Linked DNA regions of Drosophila melanogaster: region 2 is linked to region 1. Evidence: chromatin contacts called from public Hi-C data. All regions are on one chromosome and are shown on one strand. Each heading gives the region's core, a stretch centred on a gene start, on an enhancer-like site or on the middle of the called end of the contact. The rest is flanking DNA. Distances are from core to core; before and after follow the strand shown.

Region 1 (6,691 bases), core at 1,248-3,747:
GAGTGATTCCGAGGATGAATATTACGCCCAATCCGCTGGCCCAGGAAACGGCATCCGATAAGGTAAACCATGAACTTCCGGGTCTAAACTCGAGCTCAATTTTCACACAGCTTCATCCAAAACTTTTCGCTGGTTGGTTGGTCAAAATTCAAATTCAAATTGTAAACACCCCTTCGAACGTGGTATCTCTGTCTCGCTTGCCCTCTCTCTTGCTGTCTCTGTCACTTTCGCTTGGTAACTCTGCCAAATCTCGTCGAGATTCGCCCGCAAATTGAGAGTCCAATGTTCCAGAACCGCAACGTGATGGAGCTGCGTTTCCTGCCGCCGCTGGCGAATGGAAATGGAAATGGCAACTGCATGGCCAGAGATCTAGCCCTGGAGCGGTCGAACGCGGAAGAGCAGCAGGATGAGGACGGACACGAAGATGAAAAGGGGCTACCGGCGGTTGCCTCGTCCTCCTGCGAAACGCTGGAGGCCTGCGACGCTGCAATTAAACTGAATCTCCCTCAGAAACACGACCAGGAGCAGCTGGATGCTCCGAACGCGGTGCTGGAGGCGCCCAGCAAGCCGCTACCTCCGCTGCCCAAGAAACCAGCAAACGGCGCTGGCCAAGTAAGCCTGCAATTGAGATCGAAAACAATAGCACACGGGCGCATACCAACCGATACAAACAAACACTGTATACCAATTTTGACAACATCATCTTGCTGACAGTCTGTGCATACAACTCCCATGTGCTATTGCTTTTCCGCCTCCGCAATCAGGATAAGCCAACCCCCAGCCGATATTGTTTTGTCAACATTGTCATTCATTCACTCATGAAATAACGATTCGCCTAGTGCCCTATCCTGCTAATTTATGTCTCCTAATGTTCCACAGAACAACTCTGGACTGCATCAGAATGGCCTTCACCACGCACAGCCGTACCATCCGCCTGGCACGCCCACTCTGATGCACAAGCGACTGGACTACCACCAGCAGCCGCCGCCGGTGCCTCCGCACTCGGCCTATTACCAACAGGCACCCACGCACCAGCCGTCGCCGATGATGGAGCGCAGTGTCAGGGGTCACCAGCAGCCCGGGGGCTTTCATATGGAGGAGGGCACACCCACGCCGACCAGGATACCATCCCTGCGGCGACAGCGACGCACCTCGGGCAACCAGCAGGTGCACAACAGCCACAGCAATCTCAATATTGGCCTGAGCCACCACAACAACAACAACAACAACCTGCCGCCGCACCACCAGCATCTGCACCACCACCCCGGCCATCCGGGTGGCCTGGTGGGCATACCCATCGTGCCAGGGAGCCCTAGGGTCCAGAGATCGCCGATGCCGAGCAGGGCGATGATCAAGAGGACGCGCCTGGGCAGCCACACGGACAACATATCGTCGGGCAGTCTGAACAGTATTGAGGTGTGATGGCTCGCAGAGGAGGCAACTAACTAGTGGACTAGTGGGCGGAGCAGCACAACGAGGAGAAATATACCTAAGCGGCAAGCGAAAGTGGTTCCCCAAAAACAGACAGTTTCAAGTAGACTTAAGGATCCGAAACTAGATGTGTATTATTGAGATAATCGTAGGACAGGTCGGCAGAGCAGCTCGAAACCCTCGAATATTAGCTTTAAGGCACCCGGTACTGTTTAGTTTTCCAAAAAACCAATTAATTTGGCCAATCATTAAGCTTAGAACTAGGGAATTTGCCATTAACAGAAGTTTCTGTCGTTTCAAATGCTCGAGTAACTTTGTGCTAAAACACTAGTAATCAAGTTTTGTTTTCATTTTGAGCTCATTAAAATGTATTTCGAGCAGAACGTTTAATTAAAAGAAAAAAACAGCTAAGCAGCTAAGTCGTTAAACGTTAATGCTGCTTCGTTTTGTTTTAGTTAAATATTGAATTTGAAAATATACAAACTTTAGTATAAGGAATTGGTAATGTAAGACTTTTTTCGTTGCTGCCGGCCAGATAGTCAGTAGAATTACTAATGTTAAGTTTTTTTTTTTATTATTGATAGAACTATTTCGGGGGCCAAATTTTATCTCGAATAAGCCCTGTAGCATAGCGTTATTTATTTATTGCAGTGTAAACGTCAGGCGTCAGCAACTCAAATTGATTAGTTCAATTAACAAGCAACCTAATGTACGTTTAAGTCAAACCAACTATATAGCATTAAGTTAATACATTTCTAGATGTGACTAATACACAAAACCCAAGAGAGAAGCATCCTAAACTCGATTTAAGCTCATAGGCGGCAGTTTTAAACGAATATGCGAGTCCTGAAATTAAAAAGTGAATCTTTAAACATATTTTTTAACGTATTTTTGTTTTAATGATGGGAAATTTAAGTGCTGTCATTCAAAATACTGGGATTTTCATATTCTTAAATACCATTTTTAAAAATCCCGCCTTCATCTGGCAACTCTCACTGGCGGATGCACCCACCATGTTTTAGCGAGTGCACCTACCATACGTGACTGCCATGCGTGACTATCGACACCTGTGCCAGCTCTAGGACAGCAACAGCTGATTGTCACATTAGAATTGAATTGGAATTAGATTATTAAATATTTTAGCGCTTTTATAACACAAAAGGCCGACTAAATAGCTTCCGAGCAAGCGCCACCAATCCGAGCGACGGCTGGTACTACAAACTGAACAAAAAACTACTGAACAAAACTCCAAGAGCATGAATTTTCTGCGGCAATCCTTTGGCATTACGAAACAGTTGGCTTCGCAGGGTAAGCTTAACTAAACCAAGTTAAATACCTTAAAAATCGAATATTTTAATTGATTTGGTGGCCATTAGCTGCTCCTAAGCAGGAACTGGCCCTCAGGAGTCCGTGACTTGGCGCATTTAGCCACCCTTCCGCTGCGAAGCGAAAACCAAATAAACCGGGAGCGCATAAGTGTTTGTTTTCCCCCCGACTTTCGTGCATTTCCCCCAGGTTTTACCAACTCTTTTTGAGTTGGCCGCGCGTGGCGGCCGCACTTTTCGCCTGCGAATATTTTCATTGCCAGTTTCACATGCACATCAACATGCACATTCCGCAGCTCCCCCGCTTTAGATTGGAAAAATAATTGAAAACCTGTCACCCCGAAAAAGAAGGAAAAGCGCGGAAACAATGGAAATGTTCAACCGCAAAAAAAAGGTCGCAGTTTAGGAGACAATAGGTGCCGGATTTGTTTGTCCGGCAATCCTGCATATGGAAATTATTACCTGCCGCTTGTGTTGTGTGTGGCATTTGGCATATTTATAATTGAAAACGCTGCTACGTCGCTTTGTTTCTGGCCAAAAAGGCTTGACAGGATTCGGAGCGAGTACTTCCATGCTTGCGCGTCATTTGGCCGCAATTATTGTCGCCAGCCGCCAACTCCGTTCCACAATTCTCGATTTCCACAGAGATTAGCCGTATGACAAAGGAGCCAGCACAGAACCAGCGGGCATTGTCAATCACTGACCAACTGTCCGTGGAAGTGACCCTTTTGTCCGCATTTCGAAGCCGGTACAGTCGTGCTTTATTGATTTCGAGCGATCTCTTTCGCTCCCATCATTGCATTCTCAATCGAGTCGATCGATGGCCGAACCCTTGTGTGTTTATAGTCTAGCCACTTTCTCATAATCAACTAGGAGTGTTACCTCTAAAAATGATCATGATTGCAATCTCAAACTTGGAGCAGTTAATTTTGTTGTACTGGTTTTCTTTAAGCGACATATCTAACTCTTTCACTTCTTTGCCAGCCATCCAGTGCAGCTATGAGACCGCCGTCCGTGGAATGGCATCGCTGCAGCAGATGCACCGCAGCGGACCGCACATAAAGACGCGTCCGCCGCGCCAGCCGCTGGATGGAAAGCCCTTCGCCAAGGGCGTTGTCCTGAAGACGCTGATAAAGAAGCCCAAGAAGCCGAACTCGGCCAATCGAAAGTGCGTGCTGGTGCGCCTCTCCACCGGCAAGGAGATGGTGGCCTACATCCCCGGCATCGGGCACAACCTGCAAGAGCACAACATTGTACTGTGCCGCGTGGGGCGTCTGCAGGACGTGCCCGGCGTTAAGCTGAAGGCTGTGCGCGGAGTCTACGACTTGGCGCACGTCGTCAAGAAGAGCCAATAGTTAATAACCACTTCCTAATCACGTTGTTCAAATGCATTGCTTCACAATCAACAGACGGATGCGTCGTTCTTATTATTGTTTGTTTTTTATGGAAAATTATGCAGCTCAGCCGGCTTAAGAGGTAAGTGAGTGAGTAGTGACAAGTGAACGGGCTCAGTCAGGATCTCCTTTCGGTTGGCTGCATTCTCGTAATCTTAAGTCAATAGGCTGTCGCATCATCTTTACCTAAGAATAGCCGGGTCTCTCAGGGGAAAATGGTCTTAAACGGCATTTTACGCTTTAGCTGGCAAATCCTTTTGCATGAATCCTGTTTGCTTTTTAACAGAATTGCAAATTTTCTGCCAAATAATCGTTAGCTGAAATGGGCGGCACTCCAATACGCCCACTCTTCACAGCTACGAAGTTCAATGGAAAATCGATGTAGTAGTTGGTCCTTTTTGGGAATCCTGCTGGGTGACTGCCGAAAATTAGCTAAGAAAATTGAGTTCTTGCACAAGGGGAAGTATCTTCTTTAAAGAACTGGGACTTAAATACGTATTGATCAGTTCTGATCACAAGTGCGATTGCAAATCACGAGCTTGGTTTGTTTGGTTTTTTTCGATTGCTTATTCGCTGAAGATGAAACGCATATGGGCACAAAATGTAAATATCTCTGATTGCAAGCTATATAATATCAAACTTTTATTACAGACACAGTTCATAGTTGTTGTTGGATCCTCAACCCGAATTGTCGGTCCGAATCAAAGTCGTTTCGGTAGTGTCCTGCGCAGTTCTCACCGTTAACCCATCCGCAGAAAGGACTGTCGCAGAGACCGTTAGGCAAATACATTGAAGGATCCTTTTTAAGTTAGCCGACGTCGAAGCTGTCGCCGTGTAGATGTCTTTTTTGTCCACATCCTCGGATGGATGACATTTCAGTGACCGCAGCAATGCCGTTTCCTCTGTCCGCCAGACATTGTGTCAACAGAGGGCCAGAATGCAGGACCATGGGTGTACCGTTAGTCCCGAACGAATGTCCTTAGTCCTGTTGCCTGATTGAGCCATTATGACAGCAGGTCCTTTGTCCCGGGATCGTTCGTCTTCGCCGTCTTTTCTGCTGAGTCAAGTTGTCCAACATCTTTGGGCCCCGCCTTTGTTTGCCGGCGTGCATAATTTTTATCAATAAAAACGCCATTGTCCAGCGTTGAGGAAAAAACACATACGAGTCCTGCTTCCGTGTAATCGCCGAAGGATATTAGCTGCTTTTTCTTCTTTCTCCTTTTGTTTGCCGTGTTAACTGTAAAATTTGCCAAATGAAAAATGACTCCCGGTCTCGGGGATTACTGGCCAATCATCGAGGCGTTCACACGTCTGTGGCTTGGCCAGAATGAATTGGCAAAACATCTGGGAAAAACGACATTCAAAAGTTTTTATCTCCAACGAATTGTGCGACTCAAATCGCAATTTTTCGGGCAATGATTGAGTGTCCGAACTAGGAGATACGTCCGGCCTATAACCGGCTATCCTGGTTGTATATCTAGAACATTTGCGAAGATATAACACATTTTAAATCGAACTCACCGTTGGCCCTCGGACTCTTGCATTGACTATATATTTAATTGTTTCTTGCTTACCACAACATTAGGCGTTAGTTATTGATTTTCTCCCAACTTTGGCCTCTTCTTCTATATCTGTGAGTTTCTGTTCTGGTCTGTTTTGTGGCTGAGGGCTTTAATTGTGCCTGCACCCCTTCTAAACATCCTTTGCACACCCATAACCAATCGATGCTGTCACTTCCCCGTTTAGTTTTACTCTTTTTCTGCGGACACGAAATGGAAAAGCATATAGAAAGGGTGGCGGAGTCACTGGAGTTTGACTGTACGAATTGCCAAACATTTTATTTAATCATGGACACGTGTTCGGCGACCTTTTGGGGTTGGGTGGCTGGGGGTTGATAGTGGATTGCGGATGGTGGAAGGAGGCTGGAGGAGGATGGACCACCCCAAGAAGATGACGACTCCGAAATGTTCAACCCTTGTGCAACCCTTGTCCTTGCGTGATGTGAGTCTCGTAACGCCGGAACCAAAATGGCGCTGCCAAATGGCTGAATCCCGGAATCCAAGAATCAGTGTGCGATTCGCAATAAAAATGGTTTCAGCTAAGCCGCATTCCGCGGGGACCTGTGATCCCAAACTTCTGGTCTGATCTTCTTTAGATCGCACAAGAAAGAGGTTCCTAATTGGCATCTTGTTGTTTAGGCCCTTGTCTCCTTTCTTTGGCAACAATCGAAATGTCAAGTGTGAGTCAAATAATGATGCATAACCCCCGACCAGACGGTCTCTAGATGCTGCAACTGAGATTATCCTTCGGAAACATCATCATTTTCTTGTAATCGATTGCAGAAAGAGGCGAGAACCGAGCAATTCTCCCTCAGAAAGATCAAACTGACAAAAAACTGGTCAACGGAAAAAGGGAGGAGAAGCAACAACAAACGACGGGCGGGCCAAACCACACAAAGGATCGTCATCCGATCGTCGTTCTCGCTCTGATGCGAATGTGCGGAATGTGTGTCCTCTGGCCACGTGCAGAGCACACTCCAAT
Region 2 (6,691 bases), core at 2,553-5,052, 160 kb before region 1:
AGACGGAACTGATGAGCATCTATGGTCGCGTAAGTGTGCAGGCACCTGTGCGAGCGAGCAGGAGCGGATTGGGCGATTCATCGCACTGGTACTGAATCGAGAAACCAAGACGCTTGCGTATGCAGCCGCTCCTGGTCGCCCAAATTAGATAGCAATCAATGATGTATGCCTGGCGCTCTGCCAGTCAATTGATTATCTAGGAAGGGCTTCGGTTCACATTCCCCGGCGCACAGTTACGCGGGAGCTCATGCTCTTTCTTCTCTGCTCTTTGCAGCTGATCACCAATGGCTTCAATATCTTGGACGCCGAGATGAACTCAATTGCCACGGCCATATATCTGGGCGTCTCGATTACGGACCATAGCTGCCAGCCAAATGCGGTCGCCACCTTCGAGGGCAACGAGCTGCACGTCCACGCGATCGAGGACATGGAATGCCTGGACTGGTCGAAAATCTTCATCAGCTACATCGACCTGCTCAATACGCCGGAGCAGAGGCGTCTGGACCTCAAGGAGCACTACTACTTCCTATGCGTGTGCAGCAAGTGCACGGATGCCAAGGAATCGAAGGAGATGCTGGCTGCCCTGTGTCCCAATCGCAACTGCGGTGCGGGAATCAGTGTGGACCGCAATAATTGCCCGCGATGCGATGCCGGCATCAGTCCCAAGTTGAGAAATGCCTTCAACGAGGCGATGACTCTGACCCGGCACAATCTGGAGAACATGAAGGACGTGGCCTGTGAGTAGATGCGACGAAATGGAATTAGCTCCATAATAAGCACATTTTCACTCTCTCGATCACAGATCTCGATGTGTGCAAGGTGTGTCTGGACAAGCAGACTGGCGTGTTCCATCCCCTGAATGTGTGGTACGTCAAGACGCTCGATGCGGCCTTCGAAGCAGCCATCGAAGTGGGCAAGTGGAGCGACGCCCTGGATTACGGGCAACGTTTGCTGCCAGGCTTTCGAAAATACCACGGACCCTGGAATCCGCTATTGGGCCTGCTTCACATGAAGCTGGGCAAGATTCAGCTCTACGAGGGCCATTCCAAGGAGGCACTGCACCATCTGGAGGAGGCCCAACGCATCCTAACCGTCACCCACGGCCGAGATCACAGACTGCTTACTGAGCAGCTATACATGCTCGTTCTACAAGCGCGACAAGAGGCGCACTAATGGGATTTAGTTGTTTTTATTCATTTAAATAAGTCTTAAGTTAAATATTGTGTTGCGTTGCGGGAAGAATGGAATGGATTTTTGTGGATAATTACTTTTCTATGTACAACAGAAACCATTCGGAGAATTAAAGATTATCAAATTCTATTACTTTTGGCATTTGTGGTAAACAATTCAAGGAATTAAAGTAAGGACACATTGATGGTGATCATCAAATTTAGACTCCGTTTACCACCTCAAATGTGATGTCTATCCGCCGTTCAACATTCCTCGCTCGCAAAAAAGGCGCACGCGCCCTATACAATCTGCGTAATGGCCTTGGCCCGCCAATCCGTATCCTGGAACAACGCCCTGATTAGGTGCTTTATCTCATCCGACTTGTAGCTGGCGGTCAGCGGGCCGACGCCGTCGCCCCACAGCTCTGTGATCTCCATGAGCGACGCGTTCAGCATGGCCTTCAGTTGCTGCAGCTTAAGCCAAGAGAGCACCTGGACCACCTCGTTTGGTTCGCGGAAAAGCGTGGGCGCCCGCTGGAGCACCACGTCAATGAGATCGCTCAGCTCACAGGCCATCTGTGCGGAAATGTCGCGCAGCGTGAACACTCGACGGATTAGCTCGGCGACAAATGTGTTGATTAGCTCGCAGAAGGTTGCATTGTACACGGTCTCCGGGAGCACATTGGCCCACACGTTCTTCAGCAGCTCCAGCTGGCGAAGGCACTGACGCACCAGCTTCAGTGGACCAGAGCCCAGCGTGTGCGTGCTCTCGAACTCGAACTCCTGCATGATGCCCATCAGGATGGAGGATTGGTAGTCGACCTGCACGCGGAAATGCTGCTGACCGGTGGCCTGCAGTGTCTTGGCCAGCGCCGCCAAGCTTTCGATGCCCTTGTTCGCATGCTGCGCTACCCAGTGTGTGAAGAACATACAATTGTTGTGGAACAGGACGGCCTGCTGTGGAATGCTCTCGAGCAGCTTGCGGTGCACCTTGGGCACCTCATTGATGTAGGTGTGCAGCATGATGGAAATGACGCCGGCTATGGGATCGGCCTCTTGGTCGCCCAGTTTATCCGTGGGCTGGCGAAGAATGCGGTCCATTAGTTTGACAAAGTCCTGCCGGCGAAAATGAATCCATTAGTGCGTAATCAATCGTTTCGTTTAGCGAACGACTTACCTGAGCACTTTTCGAGATCATGCAGCGTGGGAAGAGGAAGGGATCGTTTGCCACTTCGGCTGAGTGGTTGTTGGGCGCCACCAGCACCATGTCCTGCAGATCGCGCTGGATGATCTCCCGCGCCGTTTCCAGAACTCGACGATACATCCGATTGCGGTAGTAGGTCTCGTACTTCTCTACAAACTGCCCTAGGGCTCGATCTTGCTCGGGATTGATGATGAATGAGTCTACAAGCAGCTGCTCCAGCTGGGCGACATCCTCACACAGCGTGGATGTCTGATACTCCTCCGTGCTTTCGGGCACAGCTGGTATCAGGCACTCGTCCACCAGTAATTTCAGCATTTTATCCTTCACATGATCGCCAATAATGCCAAAAACATGTTGGTCCCTGGACACACTGCAGTTGATCCCGGCCAGCGTGTGCAGCAGCAGCCTGAGGTTCTCCAAGACCTGCTTGTAGTTCGGGCGAAGCTGCGCTGAGCTGGGCTCCTTGGTGGCGTAGGAAAGCGACAATCGAACGTAGGTGCCACCATCGGCTTCTTCGCTGTAATCGGCCATCACTGGGCGCATGATCACCGGTTCTATGCAATTGTCCAGCAGGAATTCGCAGAGGCGCGCCGGATTGTAGGGCTCCTGGAAGAGAGCCTGCACAATATCCTGCAGCTGCGTTTGATCCCGGCTCACCTGCAAGGTGACGCAACGCGATGTGGGAAAGGATTTGCACTGCAGCTGCACCAGGCGATCGAAGCGCTCCTGGAGGCTCTGCTGCAGCATATATGCCTGTACATGGTATTTCACCTTGATGGTCTCGTAGCACTCGAGAGCCTTAAAGATGCGTCGAACCTCTGGCGTGGCCACCTGCGCGTCCCCGTCAACGGAATCATCGCCATAGATGAAAGCCCTCAAACGACCGACAAGGTCCAGTAACACCAAGTAATCCTTGGTGGCCTTGGCCTCCTCCACGCACTGGAACAGCTCGTCGATCCTTAGCACATGCTCGCTGACACCCAGACCCAAAAGGATCTCTCGCAGCTGCCTGCCGTTACCCGCCATCTTGACATTCGCCTCGTCCAAGGCGTCCAGTCCCTCGGAACCCAAGTTCTCGAGCATGTCGTGAATCTCGCGATTCAAGGACCCCGACTCCTCCAGAAATATGTCCGGCGACGTGTTGTTGGGCAAAAACTCCGTGTAGTTGTCTTCGATGTGCTTGCGGACGCGCATCTGGAAGCGATTAACGCGCGTCAGCACTTTTAATATGGCCGATTGGGTGGCCTCCACGTTGGCGCACCCGTTCCCATTGCCGTTGAACGCCTCCTCCAGCACATTGAACCGCGGCGCCTCTTCCTCCATGTCCTGCTCTTTGACCAGATCCTCCTTTTCCAATTCTTGCGAAACCCAAGACAACTGGTTTCTGCAATTCCCTGTTGCTACCAACGATTGTTCAAAAAAGCGATAGATATGTGCGGCTGTCTGCTATCGGCTATCGGCGAATTGGCTAGTTGACAAGAATTGGGCTCTTATCACTGGCAGTAGCTAAAATAGTTGTAGATCTAGGTAGCTTTTATTTTTATGTATAAGTATGTAGATACACTGTCAATGATTCATTTTGTCAAATCGGCGTGCACAAATCGTCCAACCACATTTTTGCAAATGTGCTATTCAAGAGCCAAATTATAAAAAAATCGAAATCTTTCTACACCGGCACCTCCGTCGATCGCGCCACTAATCGACATCTGCAACGAATCGATAACAACGCCATTTTTAAAAATACTGGCAGAAATGCATTTGCTTCTTAGCGTCGCGTTTCATTAGTTTAGTTCCTTGATCCAAAAATCGAATTCATTGAGAGTGCCGGGCTGCGCGTGGAGAAGCCGCGTTGCTCCAAAATCTAGACCAACCAAAATTCTAAGTTTTTGTAAGTGCTAACCAGTTGATCAGTTAACCAAAGTCGGACTTGCTGTGCCCCAGAGAAGGTAAGTGGTTGGTGGTGTTGGTCGAGATGGCGGTAAAGGTGATGGAATGTTATGATTGTCCTTCCCTCCCCCTACCCCCAGATGTCCAGCGAGGATCCCAGCTGTGTGGCAGTGGCCTTGCGCGTGCGCCCCTTGGTGCAGTCCGAGTTGGATCGCGGCTGCCGGATTGCCGTCGAACGATCGGCGGATGGAGCGCCACAGGTTACAGTCAACCGGAATGAGTCGTATACGTACAACTATGTCTTCGACATTGACGACTCGCAAAAGGATCTATTCGAGACGTGTGTACAGGCCAAAGTGAAAAAGCTGTTAAATGGCTATAACGTAACAATCTTGGCATATGGACAAACGGGTTCCGGAAAGACCTACACTATGGGCACCGCCTTCAACGGAGTGTTAGATGACCATGTGGGCGTTATACCACGCGCCGTTCATGATATATTCACAGCCATTGCGGAAATGCAGAGCGAATTTCGTTTTGCTGTCACATGCTCTTTTGTGGAGCTCTACCAGGAGCAGTTCTATGACCTTTTTTCGTCGAAAACTCGGGACAAGGCCACCGTAGACATCAGGGAGGTCAAGAACCGTATTATCATGCCGGGCCTCACCGAGCTAGTGGTCACATCCGCCCAGCAAGTGACCGATCATCTGATCCGCGGCTCAGCCGGACGGGCTGTGGCCGCCACGGCTATGAATGAAACCTCTTCAAGATCCCATGCCATATTCACATTGACGCTAGTAGCCACCAAGCTGGACGGCAAGTATGTTGTGGGCCGCCATCACCTCGTTAGAATACTTAATGCTTATACACATTTGACCTCCAATCTCCGATAGGCAATCCGTTACCACGTCCAGGTTCAACCTGGTGGATCTGGCTGGTTCTGAACGCTGCTCAAAGACCCTAGCCAGCGGCGATCGGTTCAAAGAGGGTGTGAACATCAATAAGGGTCTTCTGGCCCTGGGCAACGTGATCAATGCCCTGGGATGTGAGTATCTATCATTTAGCCACTGGCTTGAAAATTGATCTCCATTTTTATATATTCCATATAAATTGCAGCTGGCCAGGCCGCTGGCTACATACCCTATCGCCAGTCCAAGCTGACGCGTCTGCTGCAGGACTCCCTGGGCGGTAATTCCATTACGCTGATGATTGCTTGCGTCAGTCCCGCCGACTACAACGTGGCCGAGACATTGAGCACCCTACGCTATGCGGATCGAGCACTGCAAATCAAAAACAAGCCAGTGGTCAATCTCGATCCGCATGCGGCGGAGGTTAATATGCTGAAGGACGTCATCCAAAAGCTGCGTGTAGAGCTATTGTCGGGCGGCAAGATGAGCAGTTCCTTAATTAGCGCTGTTGGAGCCGCAGGCTTGGGTGCCATTCCCTGTGAGGAGTCACTAGCTGGTTCAATGGCCAATGCAGCCGAGATCCAGCGGCTTAAGGAACAGGTGCGCACCCTGCAGGACAGGAATAGGAAATTACAGCAAGAGCTTCATCAGTCGTTGCTCGATCTCACCGAGAAAGAAATGCGTGCCCACATCGCCGAGCAGGCACACGATAAACTCCGAAGCCATGTGTCGGAGCTAAAGAACAAACTGGATCAAAGAGAACAGGCGCAATTTGGAAACGAAAATACAAATGGTGACAATGAGATGCGTGATTTCTCACTGCTGGTGAATCGAGTGCACGTAGAATTGCAACGCACTCAGGAGGAGCTGGAGTCCCAGGGCCATGAGTCACGCCAGCGACTGAGCAGTCGTTCCCATACAGAAGGCGGGGAAAGCGGCGGCGATGAGGTCCATGAAATGCTGCATTCCCATTCGGAGGAGTATACCAACAAGCAAATGAACTTCGCTGGCGAACTGCGCAACATCAATCGCCAGCTGGATCTCAAACAGGAGCTGCACGAGCGTATTATGCGCAACTTTAGCAGACTGGATTCGGATGACGAGGATGTCAAGTTGCGGCTGTGCAACCAAAAGATCGACGATCTCGAGGCGGAGCGACGAGACCTCATGGATCAGCTGCGCAACATTAAGAGCAAAGATATATCTGCCAAATTGGCGGAGGAGCGACGCAAACGCCTGCAGCTCCTGGAGCAGGAGATCTCCGATCTGCGCCGGAAGCTGATCACGCAGGCCAACTTGCTAAAGATACGAGACAAGGAGCGTGAAAAGATTCAAAATCTAAGTACCGAAATCCGCACCATGAAGGAATCCAAGGTGAAGCTCATACGAGCAATGCGTGGTGAGTCCGAGAAGTTCCGCCAATGGAAGATGGTTCGCGAAAAGGAGCTAACCCAACTAAAGAGCAAGGACCGCAAAATGCAATCGGAGATTGTGCGCCAACAGACGTTGCACTCCAAGCAGCG

The links. A called contact is a pair of places that touch in the nucleus more often than the background predicts.
Region 2: a Hi-C map of the Kc167 cell line shows a contact between it and region 1, with 3 times the contacts expected there. The contact joins the promoter of Zw10 here to the promoter of tko in region 1. A contact is called at or near these places in 15 of 107 Hi-C or Micro-C datasets (the D17-c3 cell line, the Kc167 cell line, the ML-DmBG3-c2 cell line and 6 more) and 2 of 6 datasets of contacts at active chromatin or transcription factors (both in the Kc167 cell line).

Annotation. Positions count from the first base shown.
Region 1 is chrX:2,439,782-2,446,472 of dm6, reverse strand. tko (technical knockout) reads left to right here and starts at 2,497. Exons shown (of 2, transcript NM_080311.3): 1 at 2,497-2,739; 2 at 3,741-4,160. The coding sequence starts at 2,688. The coding sequence ends at 4,111. boi (brother of ihog) reads left to right here. Exons shown (of 9, transcript NM_166940.3): 8 at 1-62; 9 at 880-2,306. The coding sequence ends at 1,422.
Region 2 is chrX:2,601,308-2,607,998 of dm6, reverse strand. Zw10 (Zeste-white 10) reads right to left here and starts at 3,802. Exons shown (of 2, transcript NM_080162.4): 1 at 2,347-3,802; 2 at 1,175-2,285. The coding sequence starts at 3,696. The coding sequence ends at 1,470. It overlaps Klp3A (Kinesin-like protein at 3A), which reads left to right and starts at 3,947. Exons shown (of 6, transcript NM_080314.3): 1 at 3,947-4,319; 2 at 4,401-5,080; 3 at 5,154-5,305; 4 at 5,377-6,691. The coding sequence starts at 4,401. It overlaps Smyd3 (SET and MYND domain containing, class 3), which reads left to right. Exons shown (of 5, transcript NM_080029.4): 3 at 1-29; 4 at 275-737; 5 at 803-1,319. The coding sequence ends at 1,173.